Regions from separate parts of the Sus scrofa genome. Here region 2 is linked to region 1. The links are chromatin contacts, called in public Hi-C maps. All regions are on one chromosome and are shown on one strand. The core of a region is the stretch at or near the end of the contact, and the rest is flanking DNA. Distances in the headings are between cores, read along the strand shown.

Evidence for each region. A called contact is a pair of places that touch in the nucleus more often than the background predicts.
Region 2: a Hi-C map of embryonic fibroblasts shows a contact between it and region 1, with 2.8 times the contacts expected there. The contact joins the promoter of HCN1 here to the promoter of MRPS30 in region 1. A contact is called at or near these places in 3 of 47 Hi-C or Micro-C datasets (brain, embryonic fibroblasts and epiblast stem cells).

The regions. Positions count from the first base shown.
Region 1 is chr16:29,109,599-29,115,309 of Sscrofa11.1, forward strand. MRPS30 (39S ribosomal protein S30, mitochondrial) reads left to right here and starts at 2,273. Exons shown (of 8, transcript XR_002339735.1): 1 at 2,273-2,972; 2 at 4,281-4,426; 3 at 4,971-5,076. LOC102160325 (a long non-coding RNA gene) reads right to left here and starts at 2,236. Exons shown (of 3, transcript XR_002339739.1): 1 at 2,127-2,236.
Region 2 is chr16:29,806,671-29,812,381 of Sscrofa11.1, forward strand. HCN1 (potassium/sodium hyperpolarization-activated cyclic nucleotide-gated channel 1) reads right to left here and starts at 2,185. Exons shown (of 8, transcript XM_021077110.1): 1 at 1,715-2,185. The coding sequence starts at 2,124.

The DNA.
Region 1 (5,711 bases), core at 1,023-3,522:
ATAGAATGTGTGTATTTGACAAATTTGTTTAGATTTCATCCACTAACATGTAAGCTCTATGAAGGTCTGTATTTCACTGCTGTAGCCTATGTACCTAAAACAGTACTGGTACATAATAGTTACTTAGTAAATATTCATTGAATGAAGTAGAGAGGTTTCAAAAAGCCATTGGAGAATGCCATGGTCTTTGACCATAACACTTTAATCTAAGGCCAGTGGGAACCTTAATAGTGAAGATCTTAATTTCTATTTTTTTCTAAGAGAATGTCAATCAAATAAATACATCTTTTACAAATTCTCCTATATTCTTCCCCAGTCTTAACACATTCCCTTATTGCCCTTTCCCCTTCCAAACAAAGATGAGAGATTAAAGAAATAATGCATCTCTGGTCCCTCAGCCTTCTTCTCTCCTTCCACTGCTCAGGTGCCAAATTTTGGCTACTCTCTCAAGCCTACATTCAATTCAGGATCTATGATCACTCACACCATCCTCGCTGCTATTGTCTCTTCAAGCCACAATGAGCTTTTGCCTCAAATATGACAAATTGTCTTCAAATTAGTTTCACTGCTTCAAAATCAGACCCTCTGCAGTCTATTTCCAAATCAGCCAGAATGCTATGGACTGAATTGCGTCCTTCTAAAATTCATATGTTTAGGCACCTCATTAGCTCAGTAGGTAGTGCATCAGTCTAATATTCATATGTTTAAGCTCTAACCTCCAATGTGACTGTATCAAGAGATAGAGCCTTTATATACAGAAGTAATTAAGGTTAAATACTCTCATAAGGATAGGGCACTAATCCACTAGGCTTCTCTCCTGAGACATGGAAGAGGTTAGTCATCCTTACATGAGGCCACAGCAAGTAGGCAGCCATCTTTGAGCCAGGAAGAAAGCTTTCATCAGAACCCAATCAGCTGGCACCCTCATCTTGGACTTTTAGCATTTAGAACAATGAGAAAATAAATTCTTGTGGTTTAAACTACCCAGTCTATGATATAGTCAGTCTAAACTGCCTGATACGTAGAGTAATTCTTTTAAAAACCTAAGTAACACTGTGACAGCCTTCTGAGTAGAACTCTCCAATGGCTTCTCATTCTTTTGTGTATTAGTTAAGAGTTCTAGCAGTCCTAGCAATTGTGTCTAGGAAACTAAACATTCTGGCTTAATCCCATTTCCTGTTACTCTCTCCATCTATCACTTCCTTCAACTACACCTGCCTCTTTTCTTGTTCTTGAATCCACCAGGCATGTTCCCATCGCAGGGCCTCTTCACCATCTGTCAGAATTCACTTTCCTCAGTATCGTCATGATTTACTCCTCACTTCCTTTGAGACTTGCTCAAAAAGTAAGGAATCTGTGGTATTATTTCTAAATGTCAGTTTAATATCCTTGCAATTTTATAAATTGTATATCAGTTATAACTTAAAGAAATGCATGTTATAACTTCCTTTTAGCAATAATGTCTGGTTTTCAATATCCTCAAGAATTATTATTTTTTGCAGTAAGTCCAAATAATATTCCAGCCCCTAATTATAATAGGAACGTGAGTCAACAAATTACATTACCTGAAATGAGCTTATATTTTTAGTGATTTAGATGACTTTTTCAGCAGATATTTAGTAAGTACCTACAATGCACAGGTTAATTTGCCGCTGAGGAAACAAAAAGAAAAGAGTCCCTACTTCAAAGAGCTCACACATTAGCAGTAATCAATTCATGGTGAAATAATTGGTTTTAACACAGAGCAAAATTTTAAACTCAATTTTTTAATCGTTTTAAACTTATTCCCTGTTTTCAGTTAAATCCAAGTAACAGTATACTTCTCTTTTTGTAAATCAATTAGCACAGAGATACATACGGAATTATTTCCCCCTACATTAGCACTAGTCATCATGAGTGATGCTTCCATCATTTAAAAAATAACCAAGCATCAAACAAATGTTAAAACAGCATTTTCAAAAACAGTTCTCAACCCCAAGAACCAAAACAGAAAAGTAATGTGATATCCATAAACGAAACCTGTAAATTTAGCCAAGGGCTAGAGGTTTAGGCGCAAAATACTCCCACAGGTTTTCCAGCAAAAAGGTTGCTCTAATCCTAAATGCAACATAGATGGCAGCACCTACCGTTTAAAAGTTTCACGCCTCCCCGCCACATCCGCAGAAAACCTATTGGCGCAGGGGTTCTTCCTTTCAATGCAAACTCTTTGGGTCACGATATGCATAAGCGATCTGATTGGCTAAGACGTGGATGACGAAAGGTTTCTCAAGACCACTGAGCATAGGCCTCTCCAAGCCCGACTCAGATTCTGCTTTCCGATTGGTCCTTACGGCAAGAGGGCAGGAACAATTGCTGACGTTGACCTCTGGGCCCGGAATGCTGGGTAAAGATGGCGGCGGCCAGGTGCTGGAGGTTCCCGCTCCGAGGTGCTGGGCTGTCACTGCACACCGCGGCCAAGGCCGCCGTTACAGCTCCAGAAGTGACCGGCCCAGATGTCCCGGCAACCCCAGTCGCGCGCTACCCGCCTATCGTAGCCTCCCTGACGGCCAAAAGCAAGGCGGCACGGCAGCGGCGAGTGGAGCAATGGCAGGCGACAGTGCACGCGGCCAAGTCAGTGGACGAGAAGCTGCGAATCCTCACCAAGATGCAGTTCATGAAGTACGTAGTTTATCCGCAGACCTTCGCCCTGAACGCCGATAACTGGTACCAGAGCTTCACCAAGACAGTGTTCCTGTCGGGCCTGCCGCCAACGCCCGCCAAGCTGGAGCCAGAGCCCACCCTGGACATAACGGCTCTGCGCGAGGCCGTTTGTGACTGCCTCCTGCAGGAGCATTTCTTCCTGAGGCGCAAGAAGCGCGCGCCTGTCATCCAGGACCGTGAGGCCATCGCTTCGCCCTTCCTGGACCAATTGGTAGCCTCTCTCACGGGCCTGCTCAGCGTGCACAACCCGGTCCTGGCTGCCGCCGCCCTGGGTAAGTCTTGAGCCCTCCACCCCAGGCGAGGGAGGTGGGGATGGTAGAGGACATCTCTGCCCCAATTTTGCTCTTTATTTCTTTCTCTCTGCTTGGTTAGTTTTTTCCCCAGTCCTTTCGCTCCTGGCTGGGGCCTGCGTCCAGAAACTGGGTTCTCCTGTCTGTGCTGCCACCTAGTAACTGTACAACCCTAGACCGAGTAGCCGGAAGTCTCCAGGACTCTGCTTTGTGAAGATCCAGCCAAATGGAAGAGTAGTGTTGGTTAAGAGAAGGGGCGCCTAGGGAGCAGGACAAACCTGGGGTTGCTTTTTAGCTCTTACACCAAAAGGTTAAACTGATCTTATTAGCCTGTTTGGCCTAGTTTTTCTCATTTTCTAAATGAGAATATATTAGTACTACTTGGTCATAGAAGTGTGAAGATTAAAGGTACTGTTGATTAAAATACTTACCGTATATTCAGTACTTACTTTGTGTCTGGCCCTGTTCTAAATTTCATACGTGCCAATTTTAACCCTTAAAATTGACCCAAGGCACAGAAACCTAAACTGTTATCTAGCCAAAAAGCCTGTAGCGGTAGATTTGGAGGACAGGCTTCAAACCCAACCATTCTGGGTTCCCAGTAAACAATCAGCTACTTCAGTATGAAAAATAATTAGTGGATAGACAGTTTCAAAAATCAGTTGTTTCTGACGTGTTCATCATTTTGTATCTACAACCCAGTAGGTATCTTAATAAATATCCATTGAATTAATGTTACTCTGACTGTAGGTGTGTGCTCAATTGAGTCTTGCTCTTGTTACTTCTCAGTTGGGAAGTGATCTTGAGGGAAGAATCAGTCTTTGATTACTTATAATTGATGGCCAAGGAAAATTGGCTTAACCCTGTCAAGACCCAGGTTTCTCTTCTATAAAATGGAGATTATAACAGTATACCTACCTTTGAGGATAATTGTGAAGATTCATCTAGTAATTCATAAGACAGCTCTGACTCCTAGTAAACTTTTTATTTCTGGTGAGTGATATTGCTGTTGGTCTTATTTTATGATTATTCTTAACTGAGAAACCTCTTTGGCTACAGTACAGTGTGGCACAAGTAGACAAGGTTTTGAGGGTTATATTTGTCATGATCATGTAAGTTAAAATATCACATAATTCAGACTCTTTATCTTACATCAAAGAGCAATTTTCGAGCTATTTTCAATTAGCACAATCATTCATCAGTTCTGTATTGGTGAGTTTGGTATTCTAATAATAACTAGATTTATCTAAGTTATCAGATAAGAGTTTTTTTTTGACTATCTGTTGATAGATTGTAAACGCCCAGTTCACTTTTTCTGGTTGCGTGGTGAAGAAATTATTCCTCGTGGTCATCGGAAGGGTCGAGTTGATGCTTTGCGATACCAAATAAATGATAAACCGCACAACCAGATTCGAATATCCAGACAACTCCCTGAGGTAAGGATTTTTTCCATGTGTATTTGTTGACAGTTGATGAGGAAGTGTCGTAGCAGGCTAGGTGATGGGCTAGGTAGGATAAAAAGTTTGGATAGAGCTCTTTCATATCGAAATACCGATAATAATTTATGATTGTAATTCACAGTAGGCTACCCTTCCTAATTTTAAATCAAGACATTTTTACAGGTATGAGCTAATCGTTTTATGCATGTACATTTCTTTTGGAGAAAACAAGAGTATTTTGAGTGTTGGCAGAGGTTGACATGTCAGAGGTTAACACATTTGTTCTGCAAGGTCCAAATAGTAAATATTTTAGGCTTTAAGGGCCTTAAGTCTTTGTTGCATTTTCAGTTCTTGTAAAAGTAATCATTGGATAAAATTTCATTTGGAAGAAACAGGTGTCTGGCTGGATTTGGCCCATCATTAGATGGTAGTGTTATCAAATCATTTTGTAACATTTCATTTTTAAGATTTTAAAATTAGGAATGTGAATAAAATATATATTGGTGTTGCTGTGCATTCACTCATGACTTTTCCTTTTAAGTTTGTGCCACTGGATTATTCTATACCTATAGAAGTCCCTGTTATGAGTTGTAAGCCAGACAAACTTCCATTATTCAAACGGCAATATGAAAATACCATATTTATCGGTAAGTTTTTCTTTTAATAAATATGCTCAAAGTGTGCTGTGCAGATTTGCATAATAAATTCTTGATGACCAGAGATTCATATAGTCCATGAGCAATATAATTCATAATCTTAGTTTGAAATATGCATGAAAATTGGAAAGAAAATATTCTCTCAGCTCACTTTAAACTTTTACTTTTTTCTACTTTAAAAAATAGTTATACTTATTAGGCTTTGTTGATTTGTTATTTATATAAAATTAATTTTTGTTTTTTCAAAAGTATACAGGTGTTGAACTGGATTTGAGGTAGTGATTGGCTCTTTTTTAACAAAAGCCACCTATTTGTGCCACTGTGATAATCATCAGGAATATAAAATTAATAAGGCCTGATGTCTACCCTCATGCGTCTTATCCTTTGGCTGTTTTTTTTCTTTGTTTATAGATTCCTATCTAATTTGAGGAAGATTCTTTTGGATTGGGGAGGGGAGAGCCCGGCCATAGGCGTGCAGAAATTCTTGGGCTAGGGATTGAACCCTGCACCATAGCTGTAACCTGAGTCACAGCAGTGGCAATGCCTGATCCTTATCCTGATGAGCCATAGAGAACTCTGAAGATTTTTAAGAAGTAGCTTTATGCTAGTCCTCTAGCACTAGTTTC
Region 2 (5,711 bases), core at 935-3,434, 700 kb after region 1:
CGATATATTGCCACTGAAGACTAAGGTAGAGAGTCTATATTTGATTTCAACTTTTAAAATTCTAAAAACTTGACAATCTTATATACCTTAGAAAATGTCATTTGTAAGTTTGCTTCTACAGTATCTTTCTAAGAGAGGAAATATGTTCAATTATTTAGCAGATCCTTTTTACACACACATTCTTTCAGTCAAACTCTTAATTATCCACAGACTATCAATGTTAGGCTTTGTAAGTTCTCCTTTGGACTTTGCTATGAGTTTTTGAAAAGAAGCACCTTAAAATTATACATGTCCTAAAATCCATTCACTGTATGCATAAGTAATAGAGGCTATGTATTTCTGAGAATGTGTGTGTGTGTGTGTGTGTCCCTCAGAGAAGGTGAAGACAGTTGCTCCAAGGCTTTGTGTGGCAGGGGGTATGGGTTTTCCACAGCTAATGTCATTCAGAACTATGGACAGCTCCCATTAAGGCAAGGAGTTGAAGGCACCGTTCCTTCCTTAGTTTCTAAATATATCAAAAGTCTGCTTTTTATGGCTATATTTGTTTGCTGTTAAACAGCCACCTATTAAAACGCTCAGTTTGCATATACTCTTTTTGTTGACTCTTTTTCAAAGGAGTTCAGTTAAATAAATGGATAGATGACACCCTGAGGTTTTGTTTTTTTTGTTTTGTTTTGTTTTGTTTTTTATTAAAAGCCCAACCTTATTCAGGTGCTAATATAACGTGACCGCAGGGTGCTCGCACACTAATAAGAGGATCTACTTCACGACCTTCATTTCATAATCTCTAAACATGCTTATAGCCGAATGAATACTTGGGAGACAAATAAGATCAGGGAACGTCTTAATTTTAATTGGCCAAAGCAGTTTTCCTGACAGCTTTCAGCTCTCCTGCCCTTGTTCCCTATCTGGGAAACGGGAAAGAGATTTCTGAAATAGACGAGCAGCCAAGGTCAAGAAAGGGTGTCTGACCCTCTGTTTCAGGAAGGGGGCTCTAGAAACGCCCCCTGTCTCCGTCTCAGGAACTCAAGGCTTCCTGTCACGCTCCTACCCCACCTGGCATCACCAGCTCTACCGAAATCTCAAGTCAGGGACTATCCAAGCGCAAATTACCGTTCTTCAGCCTGCCAGCTACTATACCGAAGAAATGCTTTGAGGATACTCAGTGCCCATAAGCAGATGAGAAGCAGATTAACACTCCCTAGGGCCGAAAAGACTGGAAAGACTCGCATCTGTGAGTCACTGTCTCAGGTCCTCTCCTCAAACTCAGAAGCACCTTTTCCCTTTTGGGAGGGACCCACTTCTTGGGGGAGCAGCGCGAGGGAGAGTGGCACCCCCAAGCCGACTTTCTGGCCACTTTCTAACACTCTTATCTCCGAAGTGAAAGTTTTCCTGCAGACCCTAGCATCCTCCAATCCCGCGGTCACCGCGGCCTTCTTCCCCAATCTGGCCCCAAAGTTTCCGAGACAAAGGAGAAGAACCTTTTCGCGGTTCCCGGGCAACAGGAACAAATGAGCCAACCCTCATTCCTAACCGCGCGGGTGGAAATTAGTTGTAGAAGAGTCAAGCTGCCGCCAGAGTAGGAGCCTCTGGCAGCGCCGCCCGCCCGGCGGCCCTCCCCGCGAGTCCCCCGAGCGCCCCCTCCCAAGAGCCGGGTAGCGCGTTTGAAGGCGCGCCGGAAAGGGAGGGTGGGGCGGCGACAGGGAGTCCTCACCTGAAATCGCTGTAAGGGTGGATAATCCAGAAGCCTGCAGTTTTAACCCTTTCCTGCTCCTTCTCCACCGCCTTCTGGCTCCCAAACATGCGGAGGGAGAATTTGTTGACCCCAGGCTGCAGCATAGAGGTGAACTGCCGCTGCATGAAGCCGTACTGCCGCCGGGGCCCCTCCGTGTCCTCGAAGCCCCCGGCCGGCTCCTCGCCGCCACCGCCGCCGCCGCCGTCCACCTTGAAGCACACGGAGTTGCCGTGCTCCTTCGCGCCGGGCCCGCCGCCCCCCGGCGGGGTGCCCAGGCGCTTCTCGGCCGCTGCCGGCCCCGCGCCCGTCGCGGGCGCCTTGGCGGGGAAGACGCTGTTGCCATCGTCCCGGTTGTTGGACGAGGAGTTGGGCTTGCCGCCTCCTTCCATGCCCGGAGGACGCGGCCGGCGACGGCGCGGGCTCCAGACTCGCCGGCGGCCCGGCGCCGGGGACACGAAGCGGAGGGGGCAGGGGCCCGAGCCGGCGGCCGCCGAGCCCGGCTGCCCGTCGCGGCGGCGGCGGCGGCGGCGGCGGCTTCTGCTTCCCGCCCGCGCCGCTGCTCGCTGCGCGCCTCGCTCCCGCCGCCGCCGCTGCCCTCAGTGGCTGCGCTCCCGGCTCCGGCGCGGCTGGTGCTGAGGCTGAGGCTGCCGGAGCGAGGCAAGGCTCCGCTCAGCCCTCGCGCGCCAGCGCCTCCCCTCGGCTGCCCTCTGCTGGCCGGAAAGGGACTCTCCCCGCCCGCACAAGGCACGCTCTCCCTCCACTCTTGCTCCACTTCTGCCCAGTGTGACATTGAACTCAGGAGCCCTCGGAGATATTTATTTGCACATACTGTGAACGACTCAGTATATGTTTGCACGAAAAAGGAGAGAGAGGTAGAGACAAAGACTGAATTAGCGGATGTATGTCCGTCCAAAAGAAACATGCTTGAACTCGTTGAGACCTTGTCACATTGTCTGAACGCCTGTTTGAATGATGTTACATACACACTGGGAAAGGTGGAGAGACTGGCTCTGGATGCAGAAAATGCAGCATAAAGTTAGATGTACATAAGAAAGATTTGACTATAGATGATAAATTTCATGAGTAGAAAGGAACTGTGGGGTGTGTGTGTGTGTGTGTGTGCTCACGTGAGTGCTTGATGGAGAATAGCAGACAGGGAAAGAGACTAGGTTCTGTGTAACCCAGGGTAATCAGCTGCCTTGGGCTTTTCAGATGAAGCTCTGTACCTAGGGACACACAGCTGACCTCCTTACGCTTATCCTTGTTTATTCTCTCGGAGCTTCTTAAGCAGAGGATGAGATTTCTTCCTTCCAAGGCCACTCACATCAAAACACGTGCGAGCAGGTTTCCAGCGGCCAATATTGAGAGAAAAGTGTGTTAAGAAAACCTCACCAGAACTGACCTAACTTTTCACGTTATGTAATCAATAAAACATGCCAAGAGGCATGCGTGGTGGTCAGTGTTCACCTGCACTTCACTGAGTAGCCACGATGTCTTGGAATCTAGGCAGAATGTAATCACCACTTCAGATGGGGGAGAGTATTCTCAAGTGACACTAACAGCATGCTGCTGATGCTGAAGAAAGCATTCTGAGATTCCTCATATTCCCTCGGTGTCTTCCAGACCCACTAGATTTGCTAAAGAAAGCAAGACGTACTGCCAAACTCACCAGTCACTCAGCAGGGCAGCCCCAAAATCAGAGGAGCTTCATGGCTCCCAAATGTCCCCAAACATCTGTTCAAGATACAAACATTGCCTTCCTGCTGACAGCCTCTTTAAAGGAATCCCTGCCCTGCCAAGAGTCCCTGATCTTATGGGTTCTGCTGGGGACAGTCACGTTTTAGGGGGAGAGGAGTGGGCACTTCAGGGAGGGAATCTACCAGAAGCTGGTGACAATGGCCTAGATGAGAAAATGAGAGGGGCCAATCAAGGTGTTTCCTGAACAGCTGAATGGGGATGAAGCCAATTAACAATAGGAGAGGCAGGGATAAAAGCAGTGGAAGACAACCAGAAGCCCTCCTGAGGGGTTAATGGAAGCTGAGAGAGGAAGCAGAGAACAGAGAAAAAAGAAGAGAGAAGCAGAAATGAGACGCCCTTAGGCCTAGCTGTGCTCCACTTCTGTAAGATTCCCCTTCCCATTCTGCTTCCATAGTCTGTGAGAAATCTCCTTGTTCAGTGAGCTCCACCCTGACTCAGACACCATCTGTTTTCAACTAATCAAAAACCAGAACCCTAAGAAATACATATAGGTGGCCAAATTTCAATGCTAAGCAATAGGGAAAACAGGAAAAATGTAGTGTTCCGATCTCGCAAAGTAGGGACTTTGGGAATTCAAGAGGTCAGGTGAGGATACCAGGTGCTGAGGGAAGAAGGGAGCCAAAGGAATGGATAAGACCAGCACTGCCTAAAGCACAGTTCTTCCCAAGAAAGGCCTGATTACTCAGGCAGCTTCTCTTTATTAGGCTAAAGATGTTCCCTACTTTTCTCCATCCTGCAGGCTTCTCCAATTTCTCTATTTTCAGGCATGCGTGTGACAATGTATATTTTAACATAAATTTTATAATAATTTAAAAATATACCATCTAAAATGTTATGCTGAGTTTAAGTCACTTTCTCTTTTCTTCAAGCCAATCCTTCTATTTGTTCTTTTTCAACTTAATCTTAATCATGACCAGGCAGTTATTTTTATCAAAAATTTTCTCAGTTTTAATGTCTGTACTAAATTAGTATGACAGAATTACTGAAAAACAAGTTTTCAAAGTAGAACAAAAAATGTTTAAATAGGGTCACAAATCATTCATTGGTTGTTGCAGGTATATGCCATTTTCCATTCATTCACATTCTCTCTCTCTCTCTCTCTCTCTCTCTCTCTATATATATATATATATATATATATATATATACATTTTTTTAATTTGGAGAATGTGTCTATTATGTCCTTTTATTAACTTAAAGTTGCCAGCAATAGAAAAAAAATCAAGTTCCTTCACTTTACTTTCAGACTGTTGAAATAAGTCATTTAAAATGTGAACTTACATAAAAAGTTTCCTTAAAAAAAGAAGTTGCAAGAACGTTAGGACATAGTGAAAGCTAAAAAGAATGAAGGCAATGAGAGACAGACAGACAGACAGAATTAGCAAATGTGTTTTAGAATGACTCAATCATGAAGCGCTTCTGTGGCTAGCACATTGTTTAATTGTTCTATTTATAAATTCATTGAAGAAATTCGAGAAATTTTTGACTGGGGAAGAAATTAGCGACCGATTATCTGCTCAGAGTGAGAGATAAGAGCAAGTTCTTCCCTCTGTTCAGCCCAGACCTAAATTTTACTCTCCTCTTTTCACTTCCTCCTCTCCATCATCCTGTCGCTCCACTAACCACTCCAGACACAGGTGTATCATACCCAAGACAGGCCTGAATTTTGAGAATCACCTTTTCTCGGCATGTTTCCATGTCTGTTCACTGATAAACCATCTCAGGCTGGAATCCATAGGGCTCCTTTAGAGTGTTTTTTTAAGTCACCTGAGAAGTAGGACTACCTTCATATTTGACTCTCTATGTCATTATATGTCCACAATGCTAAAGTGCCTTGCATTTCAAAGGAATCTGATATCTGGGTTCTCATCAGAGAATATCATTTCATGAGAATGTCCCGTCAGTAGGTACAATGAGTGTGCTTCAGTACATACAAGGGTCGGGCATCTTTTCAAGTGTTCCCTGTTTCCTTTAATACTCTGCCTAAGATCAAATTGCAGGCAGCAGCAGAAGATTAATACGAAACTAAAATAAAACCTCCATGCAGCAGACACAAGCACATGCGAAGTGAGACAAAAAAAGATAGATGGGCAACTTGAAGTTTGACGGCTTATAGGAAAACTCTCAGTGAAATGTAAAGGTTTAAGGGATAAACCACTTTAGTCCCCTTAGTAGGATGGAGGAATATATTAAATATGCATCGCACATATAAGGAAATAAA